2 separate regions of the Sus scrofa genome follow, and region 1 is linked to region 2. The links are chromatin contacts, called in public HiChIP or PLAC-seq maps. All regions are on one chromosome and are shown on one strand. The core of a region is the stretch at or near the end of the contact, and the rest is flanking DNA. Distances in the headings are between cores, read along the strand shown. Region 1 has its middle 170 kb from the start of TMEM167A. Region 2 overlaps LOC110259417 (a long non-coding RNA gene).

Region 1 (3,967 bases), core at 1,179-3,678, 200 kb before region 2:
GAGGCTAGAGTCACTGCTGTGGTGTGGGTTTGGTCCCAGGCCTGGGAACTTCTGCATGCTGAGGGTATGGCCAAAAAAAAAAAAAAAAATATATATATATATATATATATATATATATGAAATGATTACCCAAACTCCATGAAGAATAAAACATAATTTGAAATAAAAATGAGCTGTGTGTTTTACAACCCTGTACTATTACCCAACAGCACGTCTCCCACTAGCAGTTGATTAGGGTTGGTAATGGTGTAAGCGCAGATTGGGCAACGCAGAGCTTTATATAAAGGCACGGTTTTTCACTGGAGTTTTTCTACTTGATTCAAAATAGGAGACAGTATTTTGATACATATAGAGAAGAAGGTATATTCTTCCTTTGTTTCAGGCCCCAACATGGCTCAACAGGCTACTACATATTATTTTCCTAAATTTACACATTTCCCTAAATTTAGAGGCAGGAGCTAACCTGCCCAGGGTCATGTGAACTCGTGAGTTTTTGCCTGGGGTTCCGTCCCAGCAGCTTGCCCTGCTGAACATGCTGCATCACACAGACTGTGGCTCTGCAGGGACAACATTCTTTCATGTTATGTTAAATGTTTCTGGCTCCCCAGGGGGCAAAACCATGTAAGCAGCATGTCTGTCTGGGATGTACAGAGCTTTGCATGGGTATGTCTGGCTCCAGGTGTGACTTGGAAGAAGCTGGACAAGACCTGGATCACAGGTGCCTCATTCTCCTCCAGCACAAGTCCTTTTGCCTTGATGCCTCATAAAAGTGAAATTTTGGTTTTCTTTACATAATATGCCATGATGTGAAAAAGGTCAGAAGATCCCACATGCTGTCAGATCCAAGCTCATTTCTACTTGGGAGTTCTAATTCTCTTTCATTCTCTCTGTACTGACCTCCTACCCTATCTCAGGAAAGGTTAGAACAGCGATGCTGTAACTTAGTCATTTGAAGCTAGTAATTTCAATAATTTTGACATAATTAAGAGCTTCCTCATTCCATCACCTCTTGTATTAGCAGTGTAAGAGTCTATCTCTCCCACTGAAATGTGCAATTCCTTGAGTGGTTGGACCTTGTGTCACTACATGGTGTATCTTTTTCCTTTCCTGCTTCAACTCTAGAGTCTAGCACAGTGCTTTGCATGCATCAGCGCTTAATAAATGCTAATCGGAGTGAGAATTAGAATATGAAAATGTTTTGTTGTGTCCTCCTAAGGGAATATGTTGGGAACATGCAAGCACATACAGAGCTATTCAGAATTCTTCAAATAAGCTCATGATCCAGTCAACTGCTCATTGTTACCATCTGTGCATTCACTCCTTCAAATATAATCATTTGCCATAAGCGTGTATGACTTAGATACCACAAAAAATAAAAGAGCAGTTTTAAGTCCCAAACTCAAAACTGGGCAATTTAGTTGTTAAAACTATTATTCAACTGATAGTTGCTTTTCATTCAGGCGCCCAACTGAGAGAGGAGGCCCACAGTATAATTCACTAGAAGAAGTTCCCCTTCAAAATTTATTAGTGGAAATTTAGGACATTGCTTGAAGTTATTTTATAAAATTCCGGCATGCTTTCTTTCTTTTTTTTAAAAGAACTTTTTATTTATTATTATTTATTTATTTTTTGTCTTTTGAGGGACGTACCCGCAGCATATGGAGGTTCCCAGACTAGGGGTCTAATCAGACGTGTAATTGCTGGCCTGTGCCAGAGCCACAACAACTCGGGATCCGAGCCGCCTCTGCGACCCACACCATAGCTCATGGCAACGCTGGATCCTTAACCCACTGAGCGAGGCCAGGGATCGAACCTGCAACCTCGAGGTTCCTAGTTGGATTCGTTAACCACTGCGCCACGCCACGATGGGAAGTCCAATTCTGGCATGCTTTCTAACTCCATTTCTGGGAAGTTGTGCTATCTAGTAAACATAAACCAGCTTGAGGATTAATTTACTTATAGGAGGTGTGGGGGGGAGGTGGCTGTATTATTAGGTCCGCCCAGTAGGGCTTTTTGGTTTTCTTTTGTTTTTAAAACCAAGACTCTCTCTTCTTGAATAGTTCTGTGGGAAATGTGTTGCTTGGCAACCCCCCCACACACACATCCTCACCCTCTGCATGACTGGGGGCCATTTACTCTCAGAGAAACCACCAGGAGGAAGCTGCCTGTGAGGGAGATGAGCTGTCAGCAACACTGCACTCAGAGGACTGCCCTTGCAGAGAGCTGCAAGCAGACAAACCAGAACTCCAGAGCCCCTGGTCTCCTGGCTCATTTGAATTTGTCCTCTAGTCTGTTACATATTTTTTTCACACGTATAATCGTTTGTTTGCAGTCTGGAAATATAAAACCAGTCAAGAAACAGAGGCCAGAGTATTGGTAAGAAACTTCTAATCCACATTTAATATCTCACAATGTGTGTGGTAAGCAACTGAGTGATTTATCCTGTTCTCCTCTGTCTGCGTCTCAAGTTCTGTGTACTTCCCTTTGGATGGAAGTCATCTGTTGTTCTGCTCACAGCGTGTTAGGAGTGTTTGAAATTCAATGCGACTAGAGTGGAAACACCTTTTTCATTGTTTCTCTTTTCCTTGTGATTTTCTACTGATTTTCACCCAGAGATTAGGTTTAAAATAGCAAAGAGGAATAATTCTGGGGAAAAAAAAGAAGTTGAACAATGGAGGCAAACAGTGTGGGTTTATTGCGAAAGGGGAAAAATATCTTACAAGTATTGTCTCATCTGGTGGTCACAACAATCCACTGAAGACCCGTGTGTGTGTGTGTGTGTGTGTGTGTGTGTGTGTGTGTGTGTGTGTGTGTGTGTTGGGAGCAAGGTCCTATTATTATCTCCATTTTGCAGATTAGTACCTGCAACTCAGAGATGTAAAGTAACCTTCGAGGTCACACAGCTGGTGATTTTCAGGGCTAGGAATGAGGCCAGGCAATCTTAAATCACTATCCTGTACCGTATTGCTGAAATAGCTTTAAATTACTCAGTTCAGGGAAAGGGAAGTTGCCTACATCATTAATGCATGTCGATTATGCTCAGATGGTAAAATCGAAATAACTCAAATGATCTCTTGGAAAGATACTCACACTAAGAGAGCATCTGCCTGGTGTTCGTCTCCAAGAGAACGTGAATCAGTGAGAAGGTTAAAACATCCCTGCTTTGCTATTGTAACAGTACAACATGACATTATGGCATAATTCTGGGCCATCGGAATTTTCCCTGGATAATTATAAAGCTCTGCTTGTTCAGACAACCTGGGTTTATTGGTCCCTGGGAGGGAGACAAGAAAAAGGAGGGGAAAGGTTGCAGAGATGGTGTGAAAGGACCTTGGGGAAAGGGACCAATCAGAGCTGCTCTCCGTGCTGGTAGAAATGAGCCCTGCTCCTCTTTTGTTCCTGCTCCAAGTTATTTGGCATCCTTTTCTTCTCTCTTCTTGATTCTATTACACTCCCTTGGGGCAGAATGATAGTCACAACAGCCAATTAGGGGGACACTGAAGGAAGAAGGGTCCCCAGTGACAGCTCCTTCTCTGTCCACAGAGAAACAATCACCTCCCTGGAAGTGGTTGTAATTGCCCTGCTTCTTTCTTCTTTCCAGCCTCCCCATCCCTGCCCTCTCAATCAAGCTCCTTGGCCTAAAGCTAGTGAATTACAGGGACCAGAACAGCATGAATAGGCTCCATGCAGGTGGTTTGAATTAACTTGCAGGCAAACCCAAGCCTCCTTCTGGGATCAGCTAGCGTTCATCCCCAAGCCCCGCAAGCACCAGAGTGTTTCTCAAGGTGTGCACTTGGACCACCTGCATCAGGCTCACGTAGGAGCTGGTTAAAAAGGTAGATTCCTGGGAGCCTCTGAGTCAGAAGCTTTTAGGGTGAGGCTGGGAAAGCAGCATTTTTAAAAAGCACCCCTGGTAATTCTTGAATACATATAGTTTGAAAACCACTGCCCTACTACTTGCAAAATA
Region 2 (4,172 bases), core at 148-2,647:
GGCTTAGAAATAGATGTGAAATGTAGTCAGAAGGGCCTAGGAGTAAGAGTTGAAAGATCTATTACAAACTATATGTTTGCCAAGTTACAAAATCTCTCTTTGCTTCATTTTCATAATCTGAAAAAGGTATGAAGATCATTCAATGTCTTAATAATTACTTTTGGTCATAGTCATCACCTGTGAAAATGTTACTAACAATATGCCCTGCCTAGCTCACAGGACCAAAAGAGATGTTTAGGAAAGCACTTTATAATCTCTAAAGTATGACATAAATGCAACACAAGAGACTAACTGTGATTGTTAATTTTATGTGTTAACTTGATTGGGTATGGAGTACTCAGATATTTGGTTACACATTATTCTGGGAATGTTTGTTGAGGGTGGTTCTGGATGCATGACTGGAACAATCTGCAGATATTGAGATTTCTCAGCCTTTGTAATCCCATGAGTCAGTTGTCCTTTTAATAAATTAGGCAGATAAGATGATAGGTAGATCTCCTATTGGTTATTCTACTATATATCACATATATGTATATTTACATGTGTCATATGTATTTATCTCTCATTGATACTGTTTCACTAGACAACCACTAGCTAAGTAAAATATTTCTTAAACCTGTTAGTTGAATAAATCAAAAGAATTTCTAAGGAACAGGTGTATCAGTAAAACAGTTTCATCATAAAATCTATGCCCAGAGATCAGTCTGAAAATCTTCACCCTTCTCCACTATATCTAAAAATTAAGAAAAGGGCTGAAGGGCCTGAGACTATGTCTGGGACCATCTGAGCTTATGTCTGGGACCATCTATCTCCACTCAGCTGTCCTCTTCCTCCCTCAACTTCTTCGCAGTCACACCAAAGAAAAGCAAATGAGATTGCGTAGTTTAAAAAATGAGAAATCACAAAGCACTGTATTAGGCATAAATTAGCATTCTGAATCCAGTTTATCTCACTGTGATGATGGCTCATGTGTTTTCTGTTTCTTTGGAGAAAGTGTCTGTGTACCTGGTCATTGCCCCCTTCTCACAGTGGTGCTTGTTTTCCATTAACATGGGCTGTAATAATTGTATGCTATTCATTGTCTTCACAGGCTTTGGTTGTTATTATTGTCCTTAAATCTTATCTAGATTAAGCATTTAAGACATTAAATGCCCATAGGGAAAATTTAAATAAGGAAATATCAGCAGAGGCATGATCTCCATCATTGATAATGAAACATAGCCTCAATTTGATCTGCTTGCAGGACTACATTTCTATAATGGTTCTTGTCAAACACAATAGACTAAATGGGAAGGGGAAAAAAAGGTCTGGGTTAGTCTGCCCTCTAGTGTAGTTTACTGGTTCCTAAAATAAACTAGAGGAACGTGTCCTGGAAGCTGATGGAGCAATCCTGTCCGGATGGCAAGTTGCCATTTTCGCAGGCACCAGATTGTCACAGCTCCCTCCTCTTCAGGAGCTACAGACTTTTCTAGCATTAGGTCACCTTTCTAACCTAGTTTTCAAAAGAAATGCATATGAACCACACCCTCCTGGACCTGAGCCTGCTTCAAGTCAGCATTACACAGATGTCCTTGACCAGAGTTTTTGCCATTTGCTACCATTTCAGAACAGGGGTGCAAATAAATAAAAAGACACATTTCTGAGTTCTGAAATGAAGGCTTTAGAATTGGCTTCTGAGGTGGAGATATTTGGTCTAAGCACTGTTATTAGTGTGAGCTAATCTCTCTGGGACAGTCTGGGCTGTCTATAGAATAAAGCACTCTTAGTCCTTAGCAGTTCTCTGAACGTGAGTTTGCTGCAGTATGGATTCCATGCTGGACTCTGTGGGCCATGTTAGCAGCAAGGAAACATCTTTGTGTTCTCTGTTTTATATCTTCCTGTGATTTCTGCTTTAGAGTTGGGAACTCAAATGCCCTGGAGGAAAGTTTTTGAAAAATCTGTAGCTTATACTCAACCACATTAATACTCCATTGCTTTTTTAAAAGTAAGTCTATTTCTTGCAACTTCTATACTTGTATAGGTCTGAAAGCTTTCCTGTGATACATCAATTTCTACATTATTTAGAACAAATAAATATAATATTATCTTTAAAAAGTCAAGGTCCCATCATACATATTTACCTGGAAAATTCAAATTACTTAGTTAATCACAATCTGTACTTCCTTGCTCTGTCCACACTCTTACTCCATGTTCCAAAGATATTTGCATAGGTAGCAATATTTTGTTTCCAGGTACTCCCTAGTTACTACCAATTCCAGGAAATAGCAGGTCCTGATGTCCACAAATAAAAGACATAAAGCAAATACCCTTTATATGTAAATTATACACACACACACATAAACATTCTAAAATCCACAAGACATAGAATTTCTCATTTACATTTCTGTTGTCATAGCTGGCAGTTCACTTGGGCTAATGATGAACCAACAGCACAGACCCCAATTGCACCATCACACACTGCCTAATATCTTATTGGTTTCCTTAAACCATCAAGTTGAGTTCCTTCACAGTAGAAGTGAAAATACAACTTTGATTTATTTTCTACTTATTCGTCTTGACAATGAGACAATCAAAGGCTCTTAGGCTATACCATTACATTTTAAGATGAATGAAGAAGAATTAAAGAGGAGAGGCAATGTGAAAAACAGAGCACTAAGAAACAAGAGACCTGGATTCTTATTGTGTTCTGTCACTAGCTAGCCTGTTCACTTGAGTAACTTCTCTACTCTGGAGTCTTCTTTTCCTCCTCTGTGATGGGTGAGCTGGACCTAGATGAAACTGGAGGTATCTGAACTTTCATCACCAAACTGCCTGTTCTAATCCCATCTGTGCCTTCACATCCACATCTGTTTTTCAATGTGTTTCAGACTAAAAATATAACAGATCTAAGTTTACCAATCCAGGGACAGTGTTGCCCAAATACCATGTTCTTGCTGATGCTGGTTCTCAGTCTGATCCACACCCACGGCATGTTTGCCATTTGCTGTACTGATTTCCCAGCTTGTTTTCTTTGCCCAAGTCTCTGAAAGACATTATGAGCTTAATCATTGTCATAAAGAGAAGATGAAGGCTCTCTGATTAGCATTTTGCATATTTTTTCCCTTAGAATTTCAAGAGCGCATAAAACCCACTTGCTCCCTATCAGCATTTCCCCTCATCCCTTTAGTTTGCTGACATGTGATTTGAGTCATTTTCAGAAATCTGAAACCTGTTAGAGATCACAGATGCCAAGATCTGCACGACTGCTATAGTTTTGGCAGAATCTGCTTTTTTAAGACAACAAAGGCAATAAATAGAAAGCTGCTTTTCTCTTACTCTATTCTTTTCCAAAAGAAAAAAAAAAAGTCTTTGCGGATGCATGGCGTTTAATACGATTTCTAGACCATCTTGGTTCAGACTGTTTTTGTCCTTACTTTTTACTCAAAATAGCATTTGGGCTTTTCATCTTGAGAACTGCAAGTTTATTCCTCTTAAGAACAAGCTTCACATTCTCTTTAATGTCTGTGAGTCTCTTTAATAAAACTAATCATCTGAGTGCCTATGGTTGGCAGCAGTAAATATCTGTTTCTGCCAATATGAACAAGTATTTGACTAATTTGAACCCTAACTTTGGCCAAGCCTCTTAGTCTTCATGCCATTTAAGTCAGCTTATAAAGAGGCCCCCCTCCTGCAAAAAAAAAAAAAAAAAAAAAAAAGTACCAAAGAGATATAATTTTATAAATAAGCATGGTAGGTGAAAAGAAAAAGATGTGACATTTGACTTAAGGCTAGTGGAAAAGGAGGCATTTGAAGCCTTCAAGACTGGGTATAATTTTAATGGAGGGAAATGGGAGACAGAAGTGAGGCAGGAATATTCAGGCAAATGAGAGGGGATAAGAAAGGGGCAGACATGTTGAAGAGCCACAAGTTCAGTTTTGTCACAATGTGTGCTAACACCTGAGAGGTGGCCTTGGAAAGGTGATCTGAGAGGATGGATGCAAGCGTGGGGTGTTGTCTGTACTTCTCAGTGAACACTGCAGGGTGCCCTGAAGGGAGAGACAGGGACCACCCAGAACCCCTTGGGACCAGCAGACCCAGCCAACACCAAGAAGCTGAAGGGGCCCCTGAGGTGTGGGACTCAGAGGAGGTGCCCAGTGGCCCAGGAATAAGAGAAGTATTTTTTTGGTTTTGTT

What was found. HiChIP or PLAC-seq counts read pairs in DNA pulled down with a chosen protein or histone mark.
Region 1: an H3K27ac HiChIP or PLAC-seq map of alveolar macrophages shows a contact between it and region 2. The contact joins two enhancer-like sites. A contact is called at or near these places in 2 of 47 Hi-C or Micro-C datasets (both in embryonic fibroblasts) and 2 of 2 datasets of contacts at active chromatin or transcription factors (alveolar macrophages and skeletal muscle).

What each region holds. Positions count from the first base shown.
Region 1 is chr2:91,181,507-91,185,473 of Sscrofa11.1, reverse strand. No RefSeq gene overlaps it. Among named protein-coding and RNA genes, the nearest start is that of TMEM167A, 170 kb to the left of the region's middle. Within about 2 kb of position 2,428, at least 10 of the 83 cell types and tissues checked have an H3K27ac peak or open chromatin away from gene starts, as enhancers often do. A contact at or near this core is called in alveolar macrophages, where this site is marked.
Region 2 is chr2:90,984,651-90,988,822 of Sscrofa11.1, reverse strand. All of the region lies in intron 2 of LOC110259417 (a long non-coding RNA gene), which reads right to left. Among named protein-coding and RNA genes, the nearest start is that of ATP6AP1L, 310 kb to the right of the region's middle. Within about 2 kb of position 1,397, at least 8 of the 83 cell types and tissues checked have an H3K27ac peak or open chromatin away from gene starts, as enhancers often do. A contact at or near this core is called in alveolar macrophages, where this site is marked.